Linked DNA regions of Sus scrofa: region 2 is linked to region 1. Evidence: chromatin contacts called from public Hi-C data. All regions are on one chromosome and are shown on one strand. Each heading gives the region's core, a stretch centred on a gene start, on an enhancer-like site or on the middle of the called end of the contact. The rest is flanking DNA. Distances are from core to core; before and after follow the strand shown.

The links. Hi-C and Micro-C count contacts between places; a contact is called where the count stands out from the background.
Region 2: a contact with region 1 is called in a Hi-C map of fetal liver, with 2.0 times the contacts expected there. The contact joins two enhancer-like sites. A contact is called at or near these places in 1 of 5 promoter capture datasets (liver), 18 of 47 Hi-C or Micro-C datasets (adipose tissue, alveolar macrophages, blood and 11 more) and 1 of 2 datasets of contacts at active chromatin or transcription factors (skeletal muscle).

What each region holds. Positions count from the first base shown.
Region 1 is chr12:1,339,229-1,345,315 of Sscrofa11.1, forward strand. No RefSeq gene overlaps it. Among named protein-coding and RNA genes, the nearest start is that of ACTG1, 22 kb to the left of the region's middle. Within about 2 kb of position 2,328, at least 49 of the 83 cell types and tissues checked have an H3K27ac peak or open chromatin away from gene starts, as enhancers often do. A contact at or near this core is called in adipose tissue and fetal liver, where this site is marked.
Region 2 is chr12:1,454,329-1,460,415 of Sscrofa11.1, forward strand. No RefSeq gene overlaps it. Among named protein-coding and RNA genes, the nearest start is that of SLC38A10, 24 kb to the right of the region's middle. Within about 2 kb of position 2,958, at least 14 of the 83 cell types and tissues checked have an H3K27ac peak or open chromatin away from gene starts, as enhancers often do. A contact at or near this core is called in adipose tissue and fetal liver, where this site is marked.

The DNA of each region.
Region 1 (6,087 bases), core at 1,078-3,577:
TCTCCGAAGTCTGCTTCCTCTTCCCTCCGCTGGCTCCTCCAACCTCCCTGGGCGGCCTCCTCTCTCTCTGGTGGAGCCTGCAGCTTCCGGAGGCCTCCATGCGGGAGCCACAAAATGCCATCGAGAGGAGCCTGTGCTGTTGGGGAGCTCTGGAGCCCCCGTCTGCAGGGCTGACAGCTGAGAAGCCCAGAGGGCCTGCATCCTGGATGCAAACCTGCGCCAGCCCCCGCTGAGTTTCCTCCACCGCAGCCCCGGTAACTTGCCCCAGGACCCTCTTCTGGCTTTCGCTTTTGCGCCATGCCCCTCCCTCCCTCACTGAGGTCAGCACAGAGGGTCCCTGTCCCCACACAGCCAGGAAAGGGGTGTGTCCCACTTGCCTCTTCACCCCGCATTCTCACTGGCGAGATGCCCCCGGAGACAGGCTGTGTTGCCCCCTTGGCTCCGCTCCCTGTTCCTTCCCATTCACTGGGCTCCCGGCCACCCCGATGGGGCCTGTTTAATTGATTCAATTTGTCCAACAGTAAAAACACTCTGCAGATGTCAGCCTCCCACCACCCCACTCCCAGGGAGCCAGCAGACACCTGCCAAGGCCCTGAGGCTGGGAGTCCTTCCAGGGGCCACTACAGCCAGGCTGCGGGGGAGGCCTCTGACCCTGATGCTGCTTGCTGGGAGCTGGAGTGGGTGGCCCAGCACCCCAGAGCCAAGGAGTCACACCGAGTGAGGGCGTGCTCCACCCGTGACATGAAGAAGCGTTCTGGACACCAATCAGGTTCAAATCTGTCTTTCTTGGGGAATTACATTTTTTACAGACTCTCAGTTCTTTCCAGGTGGGTGACCACATTTTGGTCAAACTGTCCCTGAGCCGCTGTCAGGGCTCCATCTTCGCCACCAATACTGGCTTAGGGGCTCTTCAAAGTCAACGGGAGTTGGAGTTCCCGTCGTGGCGCAGTGGTTAACGAATCTGACTAGGAACCATGAGGATGTAGGTTTGATCCCTGCCCTTGCTCAGGGGGTTAAGGATCCGGCGTTGCCGTGAGCTGTGGTAGAGGTTGCAGACACGGCTTGGATCCCGTGTTGCTGTGGCTCTGGTGTAGGCCTGCTGCTACAGCTCCAATTGGACCCCCAGCCTGGGAACCTCCATATGCCTCGGGAGTGGCCCTAGAAAAGGCAATAAAAAAAAAGACAAAAGACAAAAAAAAAAAACCAGTCAATGGGGGTTGCAAAGGGCGCTGAGGAAACGGTGGGCCCTGACCTGCCTGGCAGGGGCCCTGTCCCACCTCAGTGGTCTCTTTAGCTGCTGTATCATGGGACGAACGGAGCTGAACCTCTAGACTCCCAGAGAGGGGATCCGAGCCTGGAGAGGACCTCAGGCCCCAGTCTGGAGATCGGGAGCCCTGTGTCCACAGCCTGGACAGCACTGCAGCCTGGCTGCCTCCCAGGATGTGTGTGGCCACCAAGGCACTGGGCGATGCCTCCAGATAGTTTCTGGAGGAAGGTGGTGACTTTGAGGAAAAGAGACCAGACTGAACGCCTGACCCCCTAGCCCAGCCCAGTGCTCTTTCTCCCGGCAAGGGCCCTGGCTCCTAGGGCCACCACTTTCCACCCCCGAGGGGGGCCCCTGTGAAGTGGTGGAAGAGGGAGGATGATTTGGGGAGAGTTTGTACAGCTGGCCCGGCTGAGGCCCGGGCTTCTGTCCCTTCCCCCATCCAGCCCCTCGGATCAGGAAAGGACTGTCGCTCTAAATGAGGGCTCAGGTTAGCAATGTCCAGACACTTAGTCTCCCCTCTAAGGCCATCTCCCACGTGCTCCACGCTCCCCCGCAGGAAAAATCGGAGACTTTCTGTCACTGCCTGGGCACGTTGCAGAAAGAGCCCCAGCTCATTTTTTATGGGCTCTTCTTGTCCCCAAGTCCTGGGAGACAGGGAGAAAGCAAGGGCAAGGCACCGAGGGACGTAGCTGAAAGGGCTTGTCCAAGGTCAGCCCCTGCGCAGGCTGTGTTTCAGGCAGCTGGTTCTTTCTCCCATGCCAGTCGGGTGGGTGAGGAGGGGGCGAGAGCGGGGCTGGCCCCAGGAGCGGCCAGCTCGGAGGGGCCTCGACCGCAACTGGCAGCCTCCCGGCGGCCCCGACCGGGGCTTTGGGGTGGGGGGGTGCCCACAGCTGAGGCGCCGGGGCCGCAGGGGACCCCGAGGCGGGGCCCGGGAGGCGGGGCCGGCGGGGCCGCGGAGGAGAGAACAAAAGAAGGCCCCGCCCCTCGCTGACTGGCTCTCCGCAGCCAATTGGCGAGGTGGCTGCCGACGACACCCTCTGATTGGCTGCTTGGTGGCCAATCGGGTGCCCGGGCTGCGAGCCCGTACGGCCCCACGTGGGGAGGCGCGCGCGGCGGTTCTCAGTCCTAGGCGGGCGGGGCGCCCAAAGCCCGGGGCGCCGCGGAGGCAGGACAGCGACCCGCGGCCCCGCGGCCCCGCGGCCCCGCGCCACTCCCGGGACGCTCGCCCCGAGGACTCCGAGCCGTCCCCGAGGGTCCCCGAGTGCCCTTGGAGCGCAAAGCGCTGTGCCATCTTCTCGGCCCTCTGTCGTGCGGGGCCGCGGATGGCGGGGGGGGTCGTGGCTGCTCCCGTTGCACACGTGGAGTGAAGTGACAGCCTCAAAGCCACAGAGCCTGTGAGGGTGGAGCCCCTGGGGTTTTCTTGATCCCGCTGCTGGACCGCGGGTCCAACCACGGCTTGGGCTTGGGCTTCTCCCCACCCCCCGCCACTGTACCCCCAGAAGGCTGGGCTCAGGGAAGGAGGGACCTGAGGGCTTGACCAAGGAGACTGAGGAAAATCGTCAAGGAAGGGGCAATCTGCTGTTGGGTGGTGGAGGGGCCAGCAGGGATCAATCCATTCACTGATTGAGTCGGTTATTGACAGCACCTGCTATTATCCTGAGGCCACAAACAGCGGTGGCCCCAGGAAGGCCTGGAGGCAAGCCTTCCCCTAGTTTCCACTGGTCTCCCCTCCAAGCTACTCCAAGTGGAACATACAAGAATGTTCTTTGATACGGGCAATTGATGTGGTCTTACACTTTTATGGCACCTCAGACAGAGGATTTGAAAAGAGTTGAATAAATGGAAAATGAACGAATTGAAGAGGAGATCATGCAGGCCAGGGCCGGCAATAACGGGGAGCTGCTATCCCGTTGACTTGAAGGGCCATGGGAGAGGCCCATCCAGCAGAAGGTCCGACCTTGGAAGGAGGGTCGTGGCCAACCTGGCAGGGAGGGTCCTGGTTGTACATGTGCTGGCCTCACGTTCCTCCTGCCTGCTCCTCACAGCTGCAGCTCCTTCCTGGCTGAATCCCTAGCGACCCTGTGCCCCAGGGTCCACCTCCGGCCACAGGGCAGGACAGCTGGGGCGGGAAATGGGGACATGTCCAGCACCTGTTCTGAAGTGTGACTAGAAGCATCTTAGGAACACTGCTGTTTTGTTTTATTTTGTAGGCAGTGACATACGGTGTGAGTGAAACCCAGGTGTGTCCTTGCAGAGGTACCTCCCCCTCGCCCCCCACCCCCACCCCCCTGCTTTAGGGCCGCACTCCCAGCACAGGGAGGCTCCCAGCCTAGGAGTCAAAATGGAGCTACAGCTGCCGGCCTCCACCACAGCTGCAGCAACGCAGGATCCGAGCCGCGTCTGCGACCTACACCACAGTTCATGCAACGCCGGACCCTTAACCCACCGAGTGAGGCCAGGGATTCAAACCCGCCACCTCAGGGTTACCCGTCAGATTCATTTCTGCTGCACCACGGTGGGACCTCCCAGAGGTACGTTTGAAATGGGTGGGGTGGGGCTTGGCCAAGCCTCTCCCTCCCAGTGCGAACCCATTCCAGCTCTCCAGAAGGACGGTGTACAGTGATGAGTCAAACAGGAGGCAGAGCAGTGGACAGAGAGCACATGTGTCCGTCCACATGGCCTCCTAGATGCTCCTAGCTGTCATGGGCACAGTTGGGACCATACGTCCCCGGGGCAGGGACTGGCCTTTCGCCGTTGTCTCTTCACGGTGCCTGCGTCAGAGGGTGCTCCGCCCACACTGCAGGACGAAGGGCCCACGCCTTTTTTGGGTTTTGGCTTTTTTCCACAGCCACACCTGTGACAAATGGAAGTTCCCAAGCTAGGGGTTGAATCGGAGCTGCAGCCACCAGGCTACACCACAGCCACAGCCACAGCCACGCCAGATCCGAACCACATCTGTGACCTACACCACAGCTCACAGTAATGCTGGATCCTTAACCCACTGAGCAAGGTTGGGCAAGGATTGAACCTGTATCCTCATGGATACTATGTCAGGTTCTTAACCCACTGAGCCACAGTGGGAACTCTTGGACCATGCGTTTTGCCTGGCGAGTTTAGAGACAGGGCTTCCCTCTGTGGCGGGGGGCGAGGGGGGTCATTCACTCACATCCTTTCAGGGGGCCTGTCTCTACCCCGCCAGGGCTCAGCCCCAGGAGGCGCCAAGGAGGCGTGACGTCCGCGGTCCAACAGGAGTAGCCAGAACAAGTTCAGGAGGGGACAGCCTGAGCCAGGGACCTCTGAGAAGTTGGGAGGAAGAGGACTCCTTGCAGAATGGAGATGATGGGAGGAGGTGGCGCTTGAGGTGGCTTTGAAGGGCAGGTAGGAGTGGGAGCCCCGGAGAAGATGAAGGAAGGCAAAGGGCGCAGGTGAAACCGTGGGGTCCAGAGACGTGGCTCCAGGGAGTCTGGCTGTGTGCACACCCCACCCGGCGGGAGTCGGGGGGCCTGGCCCAGGCGCCCCTACCTCGGACCCCCCCTGTCGTATGGCAGCATTAATGGGATTAGCGGGCAGTCGAATGAGAATGTGAAGTGCTAATTACCGGCTCAGTAAATACACGTGAGCTGTGGTCATCAGCATCCGCTGAAGTCAGGGAGGTGGTGGGGGCTTTGGTGGGATTCAAGGAGCCCGAGTGGGAGCAGCGGGGGCTGTGGCGTGAGGATGGCCCTCAGGGACAGCAGGGTCACCTCGAGTTCCTCCATCGCATGTGGCCGATGTCACTGATCCAGCAGCCCCTCTTTCCTGCACAGCCCGGAGGTGGGCTCAGGATCCTTGGCGCCTTCTCAGGCAGCCCCTAATCAATCGCAGCTGGCACACAAGATGACCAGGTTGCCATCCCTGCCTCGGCCAAGATCAGAAACTTGGATCCGATGGCCTGGCGTCAGGAGCGCCAACTCCAGACCTGCCTTTTCCCTGAGCCTGCTTCCCACGTGGAAGGAAACCGGGCAGGTGGACCGGATGGCGCTCCAGAGTGGGGAGGGCATGTCCCTTAGAGTGCCATCTGGCTGCTGGGCGGGACCTGCCGGTGCCCTCGGTGCTGTCGGAACAGCCCTGAGCCCCGGGGTGGGGGGCGGTCATTGTGGTGCCCCTCAGGTCAAAAAGAGCGAGAGGACCAGGAAGAGCAGGCAGGCACGGCAGGAGTGGTGGGCTCCGTGGGGCGCTGCGCGGAGCCCAGAGCCTCAGGGCAGAGGCGCAGCCCTGAGCCAAGAAGGGGAGAGGGGATGAGCGACACGGGCTGGTCTGGGGGACAAGACTGTCTCTACATTCCCTGCACACGCCTCTTCCTTTTAAAAATTCGCCTAAAAACCTGAGTGCACGCGTCTCAGGTTTACAGGCGAATGGAGTTTGCGTCTGTGTTTACCATGCCACCAGCGTCCCATCCGGACGACTGGCTGCCCGCCCCCCCCTGCCCCGTCCGAGGCTCCCTGGTGCCCCCTCCAACCCCGCACCCTGGAGATGCTCCCTAGAGATGTCTTTTGCCTGATCTTTATATGTATTCGTGCAACCACACCGCCTGGCTTGAGGCTGGCCTCCTGCCTCAGTATAAGTGATGCGACTGCACCCATGCCGGGCTGTGCTCCCTTGTACGGCTGCGTCGTGCTCTGGGGACGGGCAGCCAGTCTATGTGCTTGGTCTCTATGTGCGAAAGAGCACGTGGGCTATCACCGAAGTTTGCAAATAGCGCCGCTGTGAACACCCTAGTGCATGCCTTCCGAGTTTGTACCTGGTGGCCGGCTTGCTGGGGGGCAGTGTTCAGCTGCAGT
Region 2 (6,087 bases), core at 1,708-4,207, 120 kb after region 1:
CCAGGCTTGTTGGCTGATGGATCTGGGAAACTCCCCGTGCGGACGGAGCAGTGAGCCAGCTGTGGCCTTTGCTCGTCGGAGCCTGGGGCCTCCCCTCTGCGCCTTGGGCTCCCAGTCAGCCTGCAGAGCCCCTCAGCCGCCCCAGGGCTGCACGGAGACACCCCAGCCCCTGGCCCGCTCTAGGCTGCTGCTGCCCCAGGCCCACCTGAGCACGTGGCTGTGGCTGACCCCACTGACCGCCCCCTTGGCCCCTTCCTGGGCAGGACCACCCTCTTCTCCTCCCCCGCCTGACGTCCACTCCCAGGCACCCCCTGAGCCTGCAGGCGCCCCTGCATCTGTGTGTCCGTGGCGGTCAGGGGGCTCAAGGTGAGAAGCCCAGTTCTCTGAAGGCGATGGGTGGGCCTGGGGCCCGGGACACTTGCTGCACCTGCCAGGTGGGACCCCTGAGTCAGGGCTTTTGTAGCATTTGGTCCGGGGCGTGGGGACACGCAGCCTTCCCCCGACTTCTGGGTCCCGTCTCCCTCCCCTTCGAGACCGCTGACACTGGGTCACCTCCCAGCAGCCCAGAGAACCGGAGTGGGGCCCCCAGCTGGGGAAGGAGGCAGGCGGGGGGCTTGGCACCAGCGGCTGCTGGCGGTCCCCCACCCGTTCCCGACACCGGCCCCCACGCCCCAGTTCTCAGTTGCGCCCGCACCGGCATGGTCCTGCCTGGGATCCTTTGCTCTTTGCTCTGCCCGGAGTCCGTTCCGTGTCCCCCAGTAGTGCCTCCTTGTGAGGCCTCAGCGGGCCCCACAGAGGCCCTGGGCCTCCTTTGCTGCTGCCCCAGCCTCCCCCTCCCCGCAGAGCCCCAGAGGCAGCTTGGTACCCGAGAGCAAAGAGGACAGGCGGGAAGGAGGGGCTCGGGGCTCTCAAGGCAGCTCCCGAAGGAGGGTCTCCGTGGGCAAGTGAGCAGAACACTCCAGGAGCTCTTTTTTTTTTTTTTTTTTTTTGTCTTTTTAGGGCCGCACCCGAGGTGTATGGAGGTTCCCAGGCTGGGGGTCTGATGGGAACTGTAGCCACCAGCCGACACCACAGCCACAGCAGCTCGAGATCCGAGCCGCGTCTGTGACCTACACCACAGCTCACGGCAACGCCGGATCCTTAACCCATGGAGCGAGGCCAGGGATTGAACCCATGTCTTCATGGTTCGATAACCACTGAGCCACGACGGGAGCGCCTCAGGAACTCCAGAGTGGTCCTGGCCCCTCCACCAGGGAGGATGTGGGGCAGCTGTGACTCTGACCACCCCGATCCACCCCCCCGGCCCCTCCCAGCCTCTGAAATCCAGGTGAGAGTGACAGATCGGGGCCGGGGAGCGGGGTCTCTGGAGCCTTGAGGACACCTGCAAAGGCTTTGCTGAGGAGGTGACCCAACCAGAGACACACACAGAGGCCCAAAGAGCGGAAGCAACTTGCTGGAGGCCTCACAGCTAACTGGGGAGGTGTGGGGGCCATTCCTCAGCCCTGCCTGCCAACCAAGCCGTGCTTCCCGCCCAGGGCAGAGCCCGGAGCTGCATGCCTGGGGGGATGGCCCACAGCCTGGGTTCCGGCCTGGGAGAGGCAGCTGCTGCCTCAGTGACAAACTGGGCTCAGACGCCCTGGCCCCAGGCCTGTGTGGGCGTGGGATGGAGCCGCAGCCCAGCCACACCTGTCCCGCCCGGGCCGGGGTGGGGTCTCCCATCCGCTGGAGCCTGGTCAGGTTTCTCACTTCACCCGAGGCAGGGCGCTGGGCAAAGGGCCCTGCCGGCTGTGAGTCACCGTCACCACCCAGCCTGCCAGCCTGCCTGCCAGGGCCGCTGCCAGACGGGAGACCCTGCAGGCAGGGCCCGGGCTCCCGCCCAGCCCGGCACCTCCCTCCCGCCCTGGCCTGACCTTCCGCGGACCCTGCGCCGTTTCTTACTCAACCGGGTTCTGAAATTTCACGGCTCCCTTTCCCCTGATCTTGTCCCCGGCGTTAAGATCTGTGAAATCGCAGGCTTGATCGGTTGGTTTTGTTTTTTCTCACAGACGCTGGGAGAAACCACTCGTGTTAAAAAGTTTGTGGGGGGCAGGTCCCAGGTGGCCTGGTGGGTTCAGGATCTGGCGTTGGCAGTGCAATGGTGCGGGTTCGATCCCTCGCCCAGGAGCTTTTGCATGAAGCTGATGTGGCAAAAAAAATACGTAGGTAAATAAATAAGAAATGAAGTTTGTGGGGACCCTGTGTGGATCACGCCAGGCAGTCGCCTCCAGGAAGGCCAGCTCTGGAAACACAGAGCCAGGAGGGGCTGCGGCTACTGCCGAGAGGACCAGGGAGGGCTCTTCCTGGGGGCCGTGGCCTTGAGTCCAGTCCAGAGACCCCGGTCCCACCTTCAGGCAGGCCTGGACCCCGGAAGCAGCTTCTCCAGGCAACCTGGGGTGCCCTCTGCCCTGGGGACAGCGCACGAGGCCAGTACACCCCAAGCAGGCTCCTGGTCAACCGCACACCAGCCCCCCGCCTCCCTGGGCCGTGCCCCTCCTCTCTAAGCCCTGTGGTCCAGGGGCCCCCTCCCCTGCAGGTGAGGCCTGGGGCCCTGAGAACCCTGCAGCGGGCAGAGCCCCATGTGGCCGGGCGACCAGCCTTGAACTGCCCCCACCACGGAGGCTGTCCATCACTGGATCCAGAAAGGGTCACTGCCGCCCCTCAGGAAGAGCAAGAAGGAAGCTGCAGGGCGCCCCCTACTGGAGAGAACCTGCACAGCGGGCAGACCTGGCCCTTGACCCTGGTGCAGGCAGGGGACACTGTCGGAGGCCCGAGCCCTCTCTGCTCTCCGGGGGTCTTTTTCCCTGGGGGCTGTGAGCTCAGCCGCTGCCCGGGGCCTTGGGAGGGACCTCACGGAGCCCTCATGACATACCAGGGCCGGTCTCTGTGCTGTACCTCCCTCCTCTGAGCCCAGAGCCCCCGAAGACGTGGGTGCTTGCTGTGTCTGCCCTCGACAGGCAGGAAATCCAGGCCGCAAGCGACAGGGACACCGCCCGGACCCTGCTGCCCTGGAGGCACGGAGCTGACTCCAAGAGACAGCCTTCCAGGGTGGGCGCTGGGGCCTCCCCGCTTCCAGCAGCGCCCCAGGCCTTCCTCACCCCCACAGCATCCCCCCCCCACCCCAGGCCCAGGGAAGAGAATGGAGACAAAATTTCTTTCTGTAAAAGACCAAAATCTGGGTTGAAAAAGGCCTGGGTGCCCGTGGTCCCTTCAACATAGAATCGGCACGGAACCCAGCCATGTCACGTGTGGGTATTTTTTCCAGCGAGCTGGGGGCAGCGGCTCCCCGTGTTCACAGCAGCCAGAAGGTGGGCACGGCCCACTGTCCACTGTCAGATGGAGGATAAGCAGAAGGTGCTCTGCCCACCCGCTGGGATTCGATTTGGCCTTAAAAAGGAGGACACTCTGGGAGTTCCCGTTGTGGCGCAGTGGTTAACGACTCCGACGAGGAACCATGAGGGTGCGGGTTCGATCCCTGGCCTCGCTCACTGGGTTAAGGATCCGGTGGTGCCGGGAGCTGTGTGGCAGGTCGCAGATCTACAGCACAGCGGCTGGGATCCCACAATGCTGTGGTTGTGGCGTAGGCCAGTGGCTACAGCTCCGATTCGACCCCTAGCCTGGGAACCTCCATATGGCGCCCGTGCAGCCCTAAAAATTAAGCAAAAAAAAAACCAAGGAAATTCTGACACACATGGATGAACTTGAAGACATCATATGCTCTGTGAAAGAAGTCAGACAAAGAGGACAGATATGGTTTGATTCCGCTCACACGGGTCCTTCGAATGGGCAAATTCTATTCCTAGAGACAGAAGCGGATGAGAGGTTACCAGGGGCGGGGGGTGGGGTGGGGGGAGTTATTGCTCAATGGGTAACGTTTCTGTTTCAGATGATGCAAATTTTGGAAATTGATAGAGGTGATGGTTGCACAACTTAGTGAATGGAGTGAAAGGCACTGAATTGCACACTTAAAAAATTACTTAAAATGGCTAATTTTATGTGACATGAATTTTTCACAATAAAAAGATTTTTTCAAAGAAGGGGCCCAGGGAGAGGCGTTGGGGGCGGGGGCCTGGGCTCTCCTCGTCCCTGTCCTGTCCTCCCTGGGAGGGGCTCCGTCCACCTCTGTGGCTGCCTCCCTGCCAGGCAGGCCCTGCTCAACAGGAGATAAAAAGCGATTTGGTCCACTTTGCTCCTTATTCAAAGACGGACACGGGGAACAAGTTGACACCGTGGGCACAGATAAGGTTGGGGGGTTCTCACGTCCGCGCCTTCACGCACCCCTTGCAAGAGTGGCTGCTCGGAGGCGACCTTGCGGCCACCACCCTCCGGCCCGGTTCTGGCTCTTGTCCGCCCCCCATCCCCCACCACTGCCTGTTGGCTGTGGGCTGACCTTGGCCTCCCTGCTGCTGCCAGCTGTGTTGGGAACACCTGCAACCTTTCCAGGCCGCCTGTTCCAAGACACTGACGGAATATGCGGAGGCCGCTTCCAAGCTGTGCCGCTTTGGGGAAGCGCCTTAACATCTCTGAGCCTCATTTTTCTTCGCTACAAAGGAGCATAATAAGGTCTGCATCCCAGAAATGACCGCTGCTGGGGCAAAGGGCTGGTTTGCGTGGCACCTGATACAGAGGGCGATCTCCAGGGTAGTGGCGGGCTAGGCTGTCGCCGAGTTGTGGGCTGAATGGTACCCCCCCACCCCCAGAAAAGAGACGTGTCCACCTGGAGCCCAGGACTATGACCTTATTTGGAAAGAAAGTCTTTGCTACGCCTCCCTCCAAACACCCCGCAAAGGCGGGTTTGTGGGTCTCACTCTGGAGCCATCTTTCCTACCCACGCACCCCCCGTTCGCCCTCAAGGCTGAGCCCAAGGACCTCCAGGCTTCCCGGGCTCGCGGCAAGGGGTCAGAGCATCCTGCTTCTCCAGCACCCGGGTTCTGCTTCGTCTGCTCCCCTGGAGCTCGGGGTGCAGGCCCTTCCCAGCGGGCCTGTGTGCGGCCCAGCTGGCTGGCAGTGCGCCAGGTGCATTCGGGGCAGCACGCACCTCGGGAGGGACCGAGGCTGGCCGGCCCGGCCCACCCGCAATGGGCGCTGGCGAAGCTGGGGTCCTCTGTTGAGCATCAGTCTCCTCGCTGGCTCAACGAGGGATCCCCCTTAGCGCACTTGGCTGCTGGCAGACTCTCTCCATCCTACTAACCAGAAGGCCTCCGTGCTTTCAAAGGCAGCTTGTCAATAGCGCATACGGGCATGCAGGTGTTTCCCAAAGGGGTGCAGTGCCCAGGGCCGCAGTCTTGGAATGGGAGGGTCAGGGCGGAGGGAGGACACTGGGGACTCTCTGGCCCCCAGACCCCAGGAAGCCCTTGGCTGACCTGGCTGTCGCCCCAGTTTGGCCCCAGCTCCTTGGCGACCCACCGGGGCCTGGACAGGTGTGATATGAAGGGCTGGCCCTTCCAGCTCTGTCCTCCAGAGTGAAGTGGGGGTCAGAGGGAGGAGGAGCCCTGGCGGTGCCCCCCACTCGCCCTGAGGAGTCTTTCCCCTCACAGGAAACAGGCCCTGGCCGCCGTGGCCTTGGCCTGGGCACCCGGGTTCGCGCGCCGGGCTGCCCGGCCCCACGGGTGTGGAACCGATTTATTCGGTAGCTTTGCCGCTGATTAGTTGCAGGTGAGTGGATGGCACGTGGTTTGTGTTGTAACAATATTTTGGGACAATTAGATTGAAACCACATTGTCTTGGCCCTGCTGGCGGCTCGCCCCAGCGCTGCACTCTCAGTGCCCTTTGCAGCTCCCGGGCTGGCCGGGCCACCCCAGCCTTCCTGGGGCCCCAGGGCACAGGGCAAGGGGGAGGGGGCCCTCCTGCTGGGGGGAGGGGGCAGGCCTCCCAGCCTCACCCCAGAGGGCTGTCCCCCCGGCCTCTGCTGACCACCGCCTCTGGTTGTTCTAGAAAACAGCTTTTGGGTGACTTCTCGAGGCAGGCGGGGAAGGGGCCTGGGGGGCCCAGAGGAGGACTTTAGGCTGGAAGGCCCCCCTCCCCCAGTGGTATCTTCACACCGTATGTCTG